Linked DNA regions of Zea mays: all the other regions are linked to region 4. The links are chromatin contacts, called in public Hi-C maps. All regions are on one chromosome and are shown on one strand. The core of a region is the stretch at or near the end of the contact, and the rest is flanking DNA. Distances in the headings are between cores, read along the strand shown. Region 1 holds the start of LOC100286197. Region 2 holds the start of LOC100284871. Region 3 holds the start of LOC100286049 (zinc finger C-x8-C-x5-C-x3-H type family protein). Region 4 holds the start of LOC100282174 (para-hydroxybenzoate--polyprenyltransferase).

Region 1 (3,116 bases), core at 34-2,533, 310 kb before region 4:
TGGCTCTGGCCAATGGGACAAAGGACCATACAACCACTCTTTGAAACGACACTTACGCCACCCGTATGGCTGCAAGAGAAAAAATTAGTAATTTATTGTAAATAAAAACTAGTTCATACATTTAGCGTATCAATGGGCTCACATAATCAATGTTCGGGCAACAGAACTGCTTGTCATAGTCTTCGTCGATGACAGCACGGTCTCCACAATCGCATCGAGGCGGTGAGTCCATCCGTCTTTCTGTTGCTACCTCCTTCTCCGCATCCGTCATTGGTGGAGGATTCGGGGGAGGAGGTACCCAACGCTTAAAACGCTCATGACTGGTCTTTCCACTCAACCAATTAACGAAAAGAAGATATCGAGGGTCAAATTTATCAGGACCATCGATCCACTGGAAAAAGAAACACTTCTGATGTCCCTAAAATAATGGAAAGATGCACTATTACATATCTACAAAATAATGAACGCGAACAAAATTAAGTGATAAGTCATAAGCTACGTACGTCCAAAGTGCCACAAAGGTAGTAGCAGCGAGCAGCCGTGTCTGGATGTTGTGATTGATGTACCCAAGCCAGTCTGCCACAGTCACAGTTAGGCACGGGGAGTTCAGGAGGAACAGGAGCATCCTTACTAGATACGTCCGGATATAACTCCCGAGGACGACATCTCTTCTGCCACAACGCCTCTCGGTCCATGTCTTTCATCTAATAAACGATTATAATTATCACTTATACCTATTATGCTTTATAATAAGTTTACACAAACTAATAATCGAAATGATAATATAATAGATGTATACAAATTATTAAACTAACAACCTAATATACAAAAGGAATCAGTTGGAAATCATACCTTGGTCTACGAAGTGAACCAACTCAAATCTTTGAATCCAGGAAATTTTGACGAAGTTTGGAAATGGGATGAAATGAGCTGGTCTCGGCCAGCCGCGCGGGCGTTTTTATAGGAATTCGTAGCTCGGCGCCAAGATCTGTGGCGCCGAGCTACGAGGCCGCGCCGCCGCCACGTCAGAGCCAGATCAGCCCTGGACGCAACTAGCCGTTGCGGCCACGTCACAGCTCGGCGCCATAGGCTGTGGCGCCGAGCTGTGTAAGCTCGGCGCCACAGGCTATGGAACTACATTTAAAATTTTTTTAGGTCTAAACATGATTTTACTTCTGTTTAAGGGCTAAAATACAAAAAAAATTCGGGTGGCCCGGCCACCCCAGCAGGCTTGGGCCGTGGTCTGCTACTCTGCTCGCCCTCTCGCCTCACTTCCACTCTCACCCACCACCGCCTTTCTCCTTCCCCCGCGCCGATCACGCCACGGCGGCCACGCCATAGGGCTAGGGTCGGAGATCCGCTCGCCCGGTGATCGATTCGCACCTCCTCCTCTACCCGGTAAGGAACACACACCCTGGCTGGCACGTAGAACCCCAGCCCCTGCACTCGTGCTGAGATTCGATTCGACTGCTGTAGCAGTTTGCTCCCGCGAGCTTTTCTCGCCGCCAAACTTTGCTCCGCCGCCCTGCATTCGGTGGCATCTACGGTTTGCGGGACGCGTTAGCTATGCTTGTGTGGGTGGATTCGCGGTGGCTATTGATTGACGTTCTATACCAATTTAGCAGTAGTTAGTTAGCAGTTCGTAGTCGTAGAACACACATCGACCGCCTTCCGGCTTTCCTGGGCTTCTTCCAGCCAGTTAGCAGCGTTGGGGCTTTACTCAACTTGAATACTTGATTGCATAGCAGTAGCGGCCTAGCTCACTGAGCCATATGAGACCGGGTTGCCCCACACATCAGCATGCTGCACTGAGTCTGAATTGCTCAGGATCCAAAGCCCTGGTCTCGCGCTTTCCACCAAAATCCCCATCAAGTTGTCGAATATGGATCCGGGATTGACAGATCCTTCTAGACACGCTTCTCCTGCTGCGACTATTTGGTGTGTGGCTGTGTGAGGTGCCCGGTGCAGCTGCACGCAGGAGCTGCCTAGATTGGGGGCACTGTGCCATTGAGGCAAGTCGTGCTGCTATGTTTTTTTTTGGTTAGCCCTTTGCTACTACTTTGTAGTGGTTACTGTGTACCCCCATAGGTTCTGGGCTCTTTTCTTTGCTAAATAAATGTGCACAACCATGCCCCTTTTTTCACTTGTGATTTGTTGGCACCTGATATAGTTCTGTGGAGATGTCTAATAGTTACTTCTTCACCAGGATTTGGAGGTTAGAGTAATGAAATAAAATGCTGCTCAAAAGCAAGTTTAAGTTGGCCACAACCATTGGCATCGTGCTGTCGATGCTATCGCTGCTCGTGCACCTTTTTATTGCTAATTATTCAGCTGGGGGCATTACAAATTACAGCATGCACATGGACGATATCCTTCCATTTGGACTGGTAATTCACATGCTCTGACCATGTCAAAATATCGAATTCTCAGCTTTCCTTAGTTTTATAATGAAGGAAGCTGTGTTTACTGAGGTTACGTTGGACACCTATTTTCATTGCAATTGTCGATTATATGTCTAAAATCTTCATCTATGCTTCCTTTTTTTTTGGCAGAGGCCTCGACCACGGAGGCTGTGGGGTCCATTGGTCCCACTCGATCACTTGCATCCTTTTGCGAAACCTAGCAAACCATATGCTGGTAAATTGATCTTAAACTTGCACCTACTTTATTAGTACTTTTAGTGTGACATCTTTTGTTCAACTAGTCGTTTGGTTACTTTAGACACAGAGTGAAAAACTATAGGCGCATTTGTATTTCTTTTTGAACAAACCATTTGTGTATAAGAAATGTCTCAAAAGATACATGCATATAGTAGTGATATGCATTTCTTTTGTATGTGCAGTGATCATTTTTCTACAAGTTTGCATATTCTATGACGTGGTTTATTGATTGGTAGATGAGATAGCAAATAGATCTGCGACTCGCCCTCCCTTGGAGGCTCTGACTCTGAGCTGCACTTCTTTGATCTATTTTCTGCTTAATCTCTACTGATACAAGGGTGTCCCTTTTATAGAGACAACTTGACCCCTAAGCAAATATCCTAACCGAATCTATCTTATCTCTAAACTCTACCCTAATCTTACCTCTAACTCACTCTATCCTAATGGATCTGCTCA
Region 2 (3,077 bases), core at 12-2,511, 280 kb before region 4:
GGACACGATAAATGTAGGATTTAGTACCGTTTACATAACCTTGTTGAAGCTAGCCTGAGGGGTAGTAGTCTTGGTGCTCTGGCTTGTGGCTTCCGCCATGAGGGCTGGTTACCTGCCTCGACAGGTGGTTGGGTTAGGTTAGGCTCTCTAGCGTCTTGCGTAAACTGGTATCCCCAGCTGAGTGTGCGTGTGTTTTTGGTTGTATTTGAACTCTATATGCTTTCCTAAAAGCAGAGAAAGTTTCTCGTTAAAAAAAAGAATGGCCTAAGTAGATGATCATAAATTTTACTACCTTCATTTTTTATTTTATTTAACGCTGAATAGTTTAATTTTGTTCAATTTTATATCAAGAAACATCAAATATAAAAAAATCGGAGGTAGTACCTTTCTATCACACACTGCAACGAAAGATTTGACGTAGTCGATCAAGCAGCACAGCTCAGTGTTGCTAGCTCGAGTGCGGCAACAAGCAACACAGCTGTTTAGACTCTCTCCAGCAGGCACAGTAAAACGTACGTCCTGTACTCTAAAATTTTAGAGGAGATTCTCGTTATATCCAGTGGTGTTCTCTAAATTTAAATTAGAAGACAGTGCTACATCCTTTGTATATAAAGTTTCTCTTTACTTTTCTCTATCCATTTAATATTTTAAATAACACATTTAGTAAAACTAAACTATATATAATATACTTGAGAGTATAACATATAACAAATACATACGTACAAAATTAAAAATAAAATATATCTCTAATTTATGTATTTACGTATAGAGAACGAGATATAACAAGATATAACAAATATATACGTATAAAAATTAAAAATAAAATATATCTTTAATTTATGTATTTACGTATAGAGGAAGAGATATATAGGATGTTGAAAAGGATGTAGATATAGAAGAGAGATTTTTTTTAGAGGAGAACGCGAAGAACTAATATAGAGATGAATATGAATTATGGAGATGGGAATGTATCCTGTGTTTATGGAGCTCTTGTGCTCATATGAGCATTTTAAATCTGATGCATTCATTTTTTATTCAGGGGTGAGTGTAGTAGTGACACATAGAAGAGACATGCCGGGCGCGGCACAACAAAGGTGGTCAAAAGTGATTGTATGAGCACATAAGCTCCGTGACCACGGGATACGTTACAGGTGGAGACAGTCGTCCCGCAGTCAACAGTCACCACCTGAACTGAACCTGATGCGGAGGCGGTGGTGCGGCGGCCCCCGGTTTTGGCATTGGGCAGGCACGGACGGAGACAAATCCGCGGCACGGACGGAGAGACGGCTGCACCGCCCCACACCCACCCTTTTCCGCGCCCGCGAAGAAAACGAAGGCAGTGGAACCCGAAGCGGAGGGGCCAGAAAGCGACCCGACCGTCTCTCCGCTCCCTCCCTCCCCCACACCACCCACCTGTGATCTCCCGCGCGGGAGATCCGCCCGCCCCATGGCGCCGTCGCGCCCGCTCATGCGGGGGATCCGCCCGCCGCGCGTCTTCCCGACCCGCGGCGGCCGCGCCTCGCCGTACGCTGTCGCCCTCACGGCCCTGCTCCTCGTCTCCGCCGCCCTCCTCGCGCTCATCGCCTTCGGCGTCTTCTCGCTCCCCGTGTCAGCGCCGAACGCCGCCGCCACCACCACAGCCGGAGGGGAGACCGAATCCGCCGACACCCGCCCCGCGCGCCCCCGCGCCCGCCGGGACCTGGGGTGAGTCACGACTGATGTGATCCTTACTCCGTCACGTCTCGGGCCCTCGCATTTCCTTCCCCGCCTGCTGTCGCTCCTTCAGATTTGGCTCCATCCGCTGCTGATCCTGATCGTCGCTGCTGCTGTTGGTTGGTTGGTTGGTTGCGAGCAGGGAGGGGCTGGGAGAGCGCGGCGCGCAGTGGACCGAGGTCATCTCGTGGGAGCCAAGGGCATTCGTCTACCACAACTTCCTGGTAAGCAATGCCACCACCGCGGTCTCTCTGTCTGTGCCTGCTTGCTCTTCTGTTTGATGTTCTTCGCGTCATCTGGTTCTCATGACCAGGTTGGATAGAATCATGAGTTGTGTGGTAGTACAGTTGGATCTGGGAACAGAATAATTATGACTTCACTATGAACTTAGCAATTGTGTGTACTGCATTCCAGTTTTATTGTGAGTACACTTGACTTAATAAATACCGTGTTTAGGTTGACCTGCTTGGTTATGCAATTCCATTTGTACAGTTTATTTAGGAAAAAGATCTTAGATGTTATGTATGTGTTCAATTGTTTGCATACTGTACCATCTATGTAGTCGCTATTTATTAACTGCTTCTCCTCACCCCCACCCCCCAACATGGAACCTTTTAATAACTTTTAGTTCATAACCGGATGTCAATGATTCTCTGACTAAGCTGATTGCTGATACTTTGTTCTTTTCCTTAGTCTAAGGAAGAGTGTGAATACCTAATTGGATTGGCCAAGCCTCACATGGTAAAATCAACAGTTGTCGACAGCACTACTGGTAAAAGCAAGGACAGCAGGGTCCGGACAAGTTCGGGCATGTTTCTTCAAAGAGGAAGGGACAAGGTTATTCGAGTAATTGAAAAGAGGATTGCAGACTATACCTTCATACCTGTAGGTGTGTGATTTTTATGATGTCTAGTGTACAGCTATATTCTTCATGAGCAAGCTCTGTGCTTAGCGTGATCTTAAAAACGATAAATTAGAACTGAGGTGTACGCAGAATTATCGCCCACATAGCACATACCGCAATTTGATTGTTATATGTGTCTTCTTAGTTGTTTGTTAGGAATAACACTACACTCAATGACACGAAACTGAGTTCTGCCAGCATGTTACCATCATGAAATGCAGTCTATCTATGTATCTCCCAACTCATTCTTTCTTTTTTTTCTTTTGATCATTTGGAGGATGTACTATGCTGTTGAATCATATTAATTCATGCTGCCTTACAGATCATGGAGAGGGACTCCAAGTACTGCATTATGAAGTCGGGCAGAAGTATGAGCCTCACTTTGATTATTTTCTTGATGAGTTTAACACCAAGAATGGTGGTCAGAGGATGGCTACTCTTCTGATGTATCTGTAAGCAC
Region 3 (3,406 bases), core at 208-2,707, 410 kb after region 4:
TTCCTGCTCTCACACTCTCATAATCATCTTCGTGCTCGACACCTAGTCATTTCCCAGCAATAAAAACCACCCAAAAGAGGACGTAGGGTATTACGCTCCGGCAACACAAACCCCTCTACATCTGTTGTTTCCCTTGCGGTGTCCACGTGTTCAACGTGTTCTCTCTTGAATTATCCGGATAGGGCCCAACCGGTCACCAGTGTTGATATCGCAACAACGCTAAACCCTTGTAGAACCTAAACGGGGTGGGGGTACTTTCTTGTATCCCTAACGGTTAGATGACGACAACTGGTGTGCCAGATAGGGACCACATTTGGCATGTTGATGTAGCATCTCCATGGCCAACCGTGAGTCTGAGTCTATTAGCGATGACCACGGTAACCACTCCGACATCGCATCTCACAACCACGATCAACATCCTCGCCAAGTTTGCACTCCCGCATCCATCAGTCTGCTTTGGTGGTCCCATCTCTTCTACCTTTGCCCTGATGGAGCAGGAGCACTACCCCTAGTTGGGGGAGCACCATCCATGCATGACAACGTCCCCATGACATGCCTTCACAACAGTTGGGCGCCTCTAATGCCCAGAACTCCGGTGGCCCAATGCCAAGCTAAAAGGGGAAGCATTGAGTTGCCTCTTCAGTAGCAAGGGTAGGTCTGTCCTGCTTACTCCACGACGATCGTCGTCCCCTTGACTTTAGGTAGCCCCAACAATTGCCCAAACGCTACTCTACAACCCCTAGGCCCAATCGTGGGTCCGGAGGCCAAGCAATAGTGTTGATCTGACATCGCTAATTTCATTGTCGTTGCACAAGATGCCCTCGGGCAACACACTACACTCCTCCGACATTCCGCGCCCAGATCGCTAGGTCGAGGGTGCCCCATGGGGGCATCTTGACCTTGCGTAGGTCAAGGTGAGGCTTGGAACTAGATAGGGTGACTAACGCTGACAAGGATCTCGACTTCTAGGAGGCCTTTTTCGTTGTGGCCGTCATCTTCAGAAGGTATAGCTGATTTGGCCTCCAGGCAGGCTGTCAAAACTCGGCGCCGTGATATCACCGCCGTCGCACCAAAGCCACAAGGGTCCAATCCCCTCAGGGCTTGGTTAGGGGGAAATGAAGATGATTGGAGGAGATTAAATTCCTTTGTAGTCAAAATTTAAATAGGAGATTTAATCCCCTTGCAACTGAACATGCCTTCAAGTAGACTTTCACCCTCCCCCGACAATATTGGCGGGGCCGTCATCTATGATCTACTACGGTGACGATGCAATTTACTGATGGATTGTCAACACTTATGATCTATTAGTACTCTGAATGTTTCATGGACCATAATCTATGAAAGTTTGAATAAGAGATTGAATCTTTATTATCGACGTATATCCAACACATATCCCATCATAACGAAAGTTATTTATTAGTCCAAAGTGTCACTGAATCAGGCATCAACCAGACCACACAAGACGACACGGCACTGTTGAGCAGAGACTAGAGTGAGAGAGTAGCAGCCGGTGCAGGGCTGGCTTGGCAGATTGGGATCCCCTCCCCTCCCTCCTCCCACCCCCTTGCCTTGAGCTGGGGGTTCGTTCAGGAAGCTGATCTGAGAGCTCGCGACCGCAACCACAACCAACCCAAAAAGCTGCAGCAGATCCATCCTTCTCACCCGAAACAATCGATCCCCTCTTATAGACTTCGCCTGCCTCCAACCCTTAATCTTCAGCTATGGATTCAGCCGCCGCGCGACCCGACGAGGAGGAGGCGCGCCGCCGCCGGAGCACCGACTGCATCTACTTCCTCGCCTCCCCGTTGACCTGCAAAAAGGTACCACCTACTCCTGCTACTTCCCCAGGCCTAGCCCCTTCTATCTTCTCTTAATTCTTCTGCGATAACATGTTGCTCGCTCCCTTGAATTATAGAAGATGCGCCACAGCATCTCTCTTCGCCTCCTCCTCCAGGACCAGATGCATGCCATGTTCGCCACCTAGCATACCCTAGCCTTCGATCTGGATCCCCACCTTACTTTCCTTGTTCCTTTCGGAATCTCATGCTATAGATCTCTTTAAGCAGTTCGTCGCAGGCATCGCATGCGTACGTAGTTCCTTTCAACGCTCCGCTGCCATCGCCACCTGCATCATTTCCAGATCCATAGCCATGGCAGACACTTCAATTTTTGTAACTCCTAGCCTACCCTAGTAGTACTTGTTAGTTGAGCTTGAGTTGGACTCACCTCGCTTACATACCTGCATCACTCACATGTTGTCTTGCATGCAGGGAAGTGAATGCGAGTACCGTCATAGCGATGCTGCGAGGATGAATCCCAGGGACTGCTGGTATTGGTTCCATGGCAACTGCGCAAATCCTAAATGCTCCTTTAGGCACCCGGTGCGTCCTCCGTCCATCCTCCGCTCTCTTCAATGCAAACACAAATGCCATGATTGCTTATTACGTAACACAAGCATGACGATGCTTCACTCTGCTTCTATCTTCTTTTTTCCCCCAGCCATTAGACAACATGGCCGGAGCACCAACGACTCCACGTCCAGCTCAACAGTCTGTACCCCATCAAGCTTCAGCTTCTGTTCCAGCTCAGCCCCAGGGATCTGTTCCTGCCACTGCCAAGCAGGGTGTTCCATGCTATTACTTTCAGAAGGGCATGTGCACGAAAGGGGACAGGTGTGCCTTTCTGCATGCGCCCCGGTCTGCTGGAAACCCTGCTCCACAGCCTCCGGCCAAGGTCTTCACCACCCCTGCCTTGCAGCCTAATCTCCATCCACCGTTGAACAACTCGTGGACAAAACCCAACTTGAGTGCTCCTGCAGTAGCCGTAGTTGACAAGCCAAAGGCCAGCACTTATCATGATGGTAAACCGCTTCATCACAAGGAAAATCTGACGAGTAGGACCGAAAACCCATCAAGAGTAGTTTATCAGAATCACAGTAGTTCTTATGCACAGCCCGGTGCACCAAAGCGTTACCAGCCTCAGCCTTCAGCCCGAGATGGCTTAACCGACAATGGTATGGAGGCTGGCGAATTTGCGAGAGAACCATCCGCCGGTTCTTGTGTAACTGCCGGTTTTAATGGTGCTGGAGGGATGACGAGGCAAACACATGGTGGCTATGAACCAGAAAGGTCATACAGAAATTCAGCAGAGAGGTCTTCGTCAGAGAAAAGGATTCCCCAGAGAGAGCATATCCCCTCTGTGGCTGCCGGCAGTTCGGATCTGCGCCATAGGCTACTGAAGCAAAGAAAGTCCAATAATAATTCAAGGTCGGCTGAAGCCCTGGGCAGGCATGATACACATCTTGAGGATGAGCGCAATGACCAACATCGTCCGCGAGGTGAACAGCAGGATGGCCTCTCACGGTCTCGACTGCATGATAGAATAAGACTACCTGGGGAGACAGCGT
Region 4 (3,087 bases), core at 270-2,769:
GCGCTCAACCTATGGAGAAATATGGCACCAGATAAAGGCATGTAACGTCCATAAGGCCCCGTTTGTTTCGTTGGAATTCAATTCCATTTTAATAATTATAATTTAGACAAAACTAATTAAGTTCATATATTTATATATGTAATATATTTGTATATTACACTAAATCATATGAGGGAGATATTTATATACTACATTTATGTTATAGCGAAGCAAATAAAAGAGTGTGTTATAAGTTGTACATCGGAAAAATAGTATGCAAATCTATAGAATCAATTTTCATTTCTCACCCCATGAATTTGAGATAAGCTTATATGATATTTGAAAAGTGGTGGAATGTCACATCCTAAAAAAATAGCCTATTCCATTAGTAAGATTCCAATTCCTCAAAATGAAAGGAAACAAACGGGACCTAACAGTTTTTTTTTCCATTGATCAACTAATTTTGTGCTTGGTTTAGTTTAAGTGCGAGGCGCCATCAGAAATCAGAACATCAAAAGGAAGCAAAATCACCTTATTATCAATGTCGCGATCCAGAAGATCATTCACCGTGCAACCAGCCCCCCTGAGAAGGACAGCTCCACATCCGAAGAGTGCCAGCATTTTCAAGTCTGGCAAATCCCCTGGCATTGCTGCTATTGTGATCGACCTGTGAAGCAAAGGTCTGATATTTTCTTCAACACAGAACAGCTTTTCAATTTCATCTTTCGTAAAGCAATAGTGAACTTTTCTGTTTTTTTTTTCAGTTAGTTGGAGTGTTGGAAGCATGAACTAATTGAATGAGACACCGTCTCACCTATGCAGTGAGCGAGGCATGACGATGCAGAGTATTCAATCGAGAATCAGCGGAAGAAGAAAGAAAGGCGTACCACATGCAGGGCCAGGCGAGGAGCCAGGTCCCAATGGGTTTGTCGAGGCGGGCGAGCATGGCGTACGGCCGCGCCGCCTCCGGGATCCACTTGTCCACCCACGTGAGCTGCGCCTTGTCCGCGGGTCTGGAAGAGGAGGAGGAGGTGGAGAGCGGTGAGGCGTGCGACCAGTGCCTCGGGAGGAGACCCCTGGCGTGGAGCAGCTCGGGGGCGAGGACGGCCGACGCCGGGAGCGGCGGGCACCGGCGGAGCGCGATGACGTGACGCCGGTCGGCGTGGGGGTTATTAGGCTCGGGGCGGGTGGAGGCTGGGCTCCGGGGAGACAGCGAGGAGAGGAGAGATGACAGCGCCGGGAGAGGGGTAAGAGCCCCGCGGCCCCGGCGGCGGAGCTCGGATACGGCGGCGCGGAGCAGCGCCATGGGTGGCCTGTCAGTTCAGTTGTGGGGAACGGACGGATTTCCAACGAAGGCCAGTTGAATGTTCTGGTGGCAGGCTTCTCCTGGATGGGGCGGGCGGCGGAGACGGACGGCTTGCCGGCGGAACGGCGGCGGGTGGCGACTGCGATTGCGACGACGGGGCTATGGGCTAGGGCCTATGGAGGGAGGGAGAGGCAAAGGGAGGGCCCGGCCCAAATGTTTATGTCTGTTTCTGATGGGCTTTTTGACCATCAATGAAACATTTGGTTACAAGAGTCCGTCTGGGTTCAGTGGTACGTGAGCAAATATCATCGGAGAAGAAGACGACCCCTGCGACTGCGATGCGAGCAAAACTCTCAGATCAGTGATGTGCAGCTGCCTGCCGATAACTGAGCAAAACTCTCAGATCCATGGAGTATGCTGCGTTGTTTTGTTTAGAAGCATTTAGGAAAAGAATCTGCGTGCTCATGTTGTTGCCCAGCAGTCAGCAGAGCAAGATAGGTACTGAAGCTGTATCTTGCTGGCAGCTGAATTATATATTCATTCAATCTACTTCTACCTACTTATGTGTAGTATCTAGTACATGTCTGTACAGGACCACCAAACTGCATACAATCTACATACAATCTACGACAAATATAGGTGACCACTACAGAAATTGGGCCGGGTGGGCCCGGCATGGCCTAAGCCCATCGTGCTTTATATCAAATAAGTTCGAGCTAATAAGACTTAAATTTTTTGAGCTGTTTCCGTGCCCGTCTAAAGAATAGAAACAATGGCCTAACCTGACGCTAAAGCACGTCGTGTCTTTATTGAGCTCCCAACCCATATTTGAACTACATAAATCCAAATATTATAATCACATAAAGTTCATAACTTACTAAATTAAAGCTATCAGACAATGATAGCGTCAATTAACCCATAAAGTACAAATATTACAACAATATAAAGTCTATAGCTCACTAAATTAAAGAAATTAAACAATATAGGTTTTATTAGACCGTGCCGGTCCAAGCCCAGCCTATGTGTGCGGGCCGTGCCAGGGGCTGACGAACCAGGATTTGAGGCCCGGTCGAGGTCCGCCTTTGGGTCGTGCCAGCCTGATCTATGTTATTTCGTGCCGGGCCATGCTTTGAGTTCCTATTTTTAGACGTGCTTGGTGCTGGCCTAAAAAGCTCGACCCATATTTTCAGCACTAACCACATGGACCGGGCTATATGGCCGGCACGAGGCACGACCATTTTGACACAGTATGATAGTAACCATGCCCAAGCAGACATGGGCCTCGTTATGGGTTGTGCTTGGGCTTAGGTACAAGCCTATCGGGCGACACGGGCACAACCCATTTACTGTCGACTCATTTAGCACAATGCTAGACACGTGTCACACCCGGTTTTGGAAGGCAAACCGAATACGAACTATGTACGTGCCAGGATCAGAAATTCGCGTACACAACGATTACATAGTTGGACATCATCACACATTGCTCAAAATAATAGCGGAAATAGTATTTTATTACATCGAGATGTCCAAGACATCCACAGAGTCATTAACTTAAGTCATAATCAAAGTGTTGAACGAAACGTAGTACGATAAGACCTTTACAAGCAGCTGACTGGGGGTTTGCCACTAAACACAACTAGAACTCGCCAAAGTCCTGAAACTCCTGAAAGTCCTCCATGTTGCCTTCATCTTCTCCTAAGCATTGGTTGTAATGGGAACAACCTGGGGTTGGGTATTTTTAAAGCAAGGGTGAGTATACATCAACGTACTTAACAAATGTTCCGTTTGGCTAAAGTGGACTA

The links. Hi-C and Micro-C count contacts between places; a contact is called where the count stands out from the background.
Region 1: a contact with region 4 is called in a Hi-C map of leaf, with 5 times the contacts expected there. The contact joins the promoter of LOC100286197 here to the promoter of LOC100282174 in region 4. A contact is called at or near these places in 3 of 25 Hi-C or Micro-C datasets (leaf, seedling and tassel).
Region 2: a contact with region 4 is called in a Hi-C map of leaf, with 8 times the contacts expected there. The contact joins the promoter of LOC100284871 here to the promoter of LOC100282174 in region 4. A contact is called at or near these places in 2 of 25 Hi-C or Micro-C datasets (endosperm and leaf).
Region 3: a contact with region 4 is called in a Hi-C map of leaf, with 3 times the contacts expected there. The contact joins the promoter of LOC100286049 here to the promoter of LOC100282174 in region 4. A contact is called at or near these places in 4 of 25 Hi-C or Micro-C datasets (ear, endosperm and leaf).

What each region holds. Positions count from the first base shown.
Region 1 is chr4:174,620,071-174,623,186 of Zm-B73-REFERENCE-NAM-5.0, reverse strand. LOC100286197 reads left to right here and starts at 1,283. Exons shown (of 11, transcript NM_001159085.1): 1 at 1,283-1,398; 2 at 2,207-2,387; 3 at 2,553-2,637. The coding sequence starts at 2,235.
Region 2 is chr4:174,593,374-174,596,450 of Zm-B73-REFERENCE-NAM-5.0, reverse strand. It overlaps LOC100284871, which reads left to right and starts at 1,261. Exons shown (of 7, transcript NM_001157766.2): 1 at 1,261-1,704; 2 at 1,856-1,937; 3 at 2,407-2,602; 4 at 2,940-3,069. The coding sequence starts at 1,448. It also overlaps a transcript of LOC100286197 not described here.
Region 3 is chr4:173,903,789-173,907,194 of Zm-B73-REFERENCE-NAM-5.0, reverse strand. It overlaps LOC100286049 (zinc finger C-x8-C-x5-C-x3-H type family protein), which reads left to right and starts at 1,457. Exons shown (of 3, transcript NM_001158937.2): 1 at 1,457-1,820; 2 at 2,271-2,381; 3 at 2,500-3,406. The coding sequence starts at 1,722.
Region 4 is chr4:174,310,879-174,313,965 of Zm-B73-REFERENCE-NAM-5.0, reverse strand. LOC100282174 (para-hydroxybenzoate--polyprenyltransferase) reads right to left here and starts at 1,519. Exons shown (of 8, transcript NM_001155086.1): 1 at 867-1,519; 2 at 511-646; 3 at 1-9. The coding sequence starts at 1,285.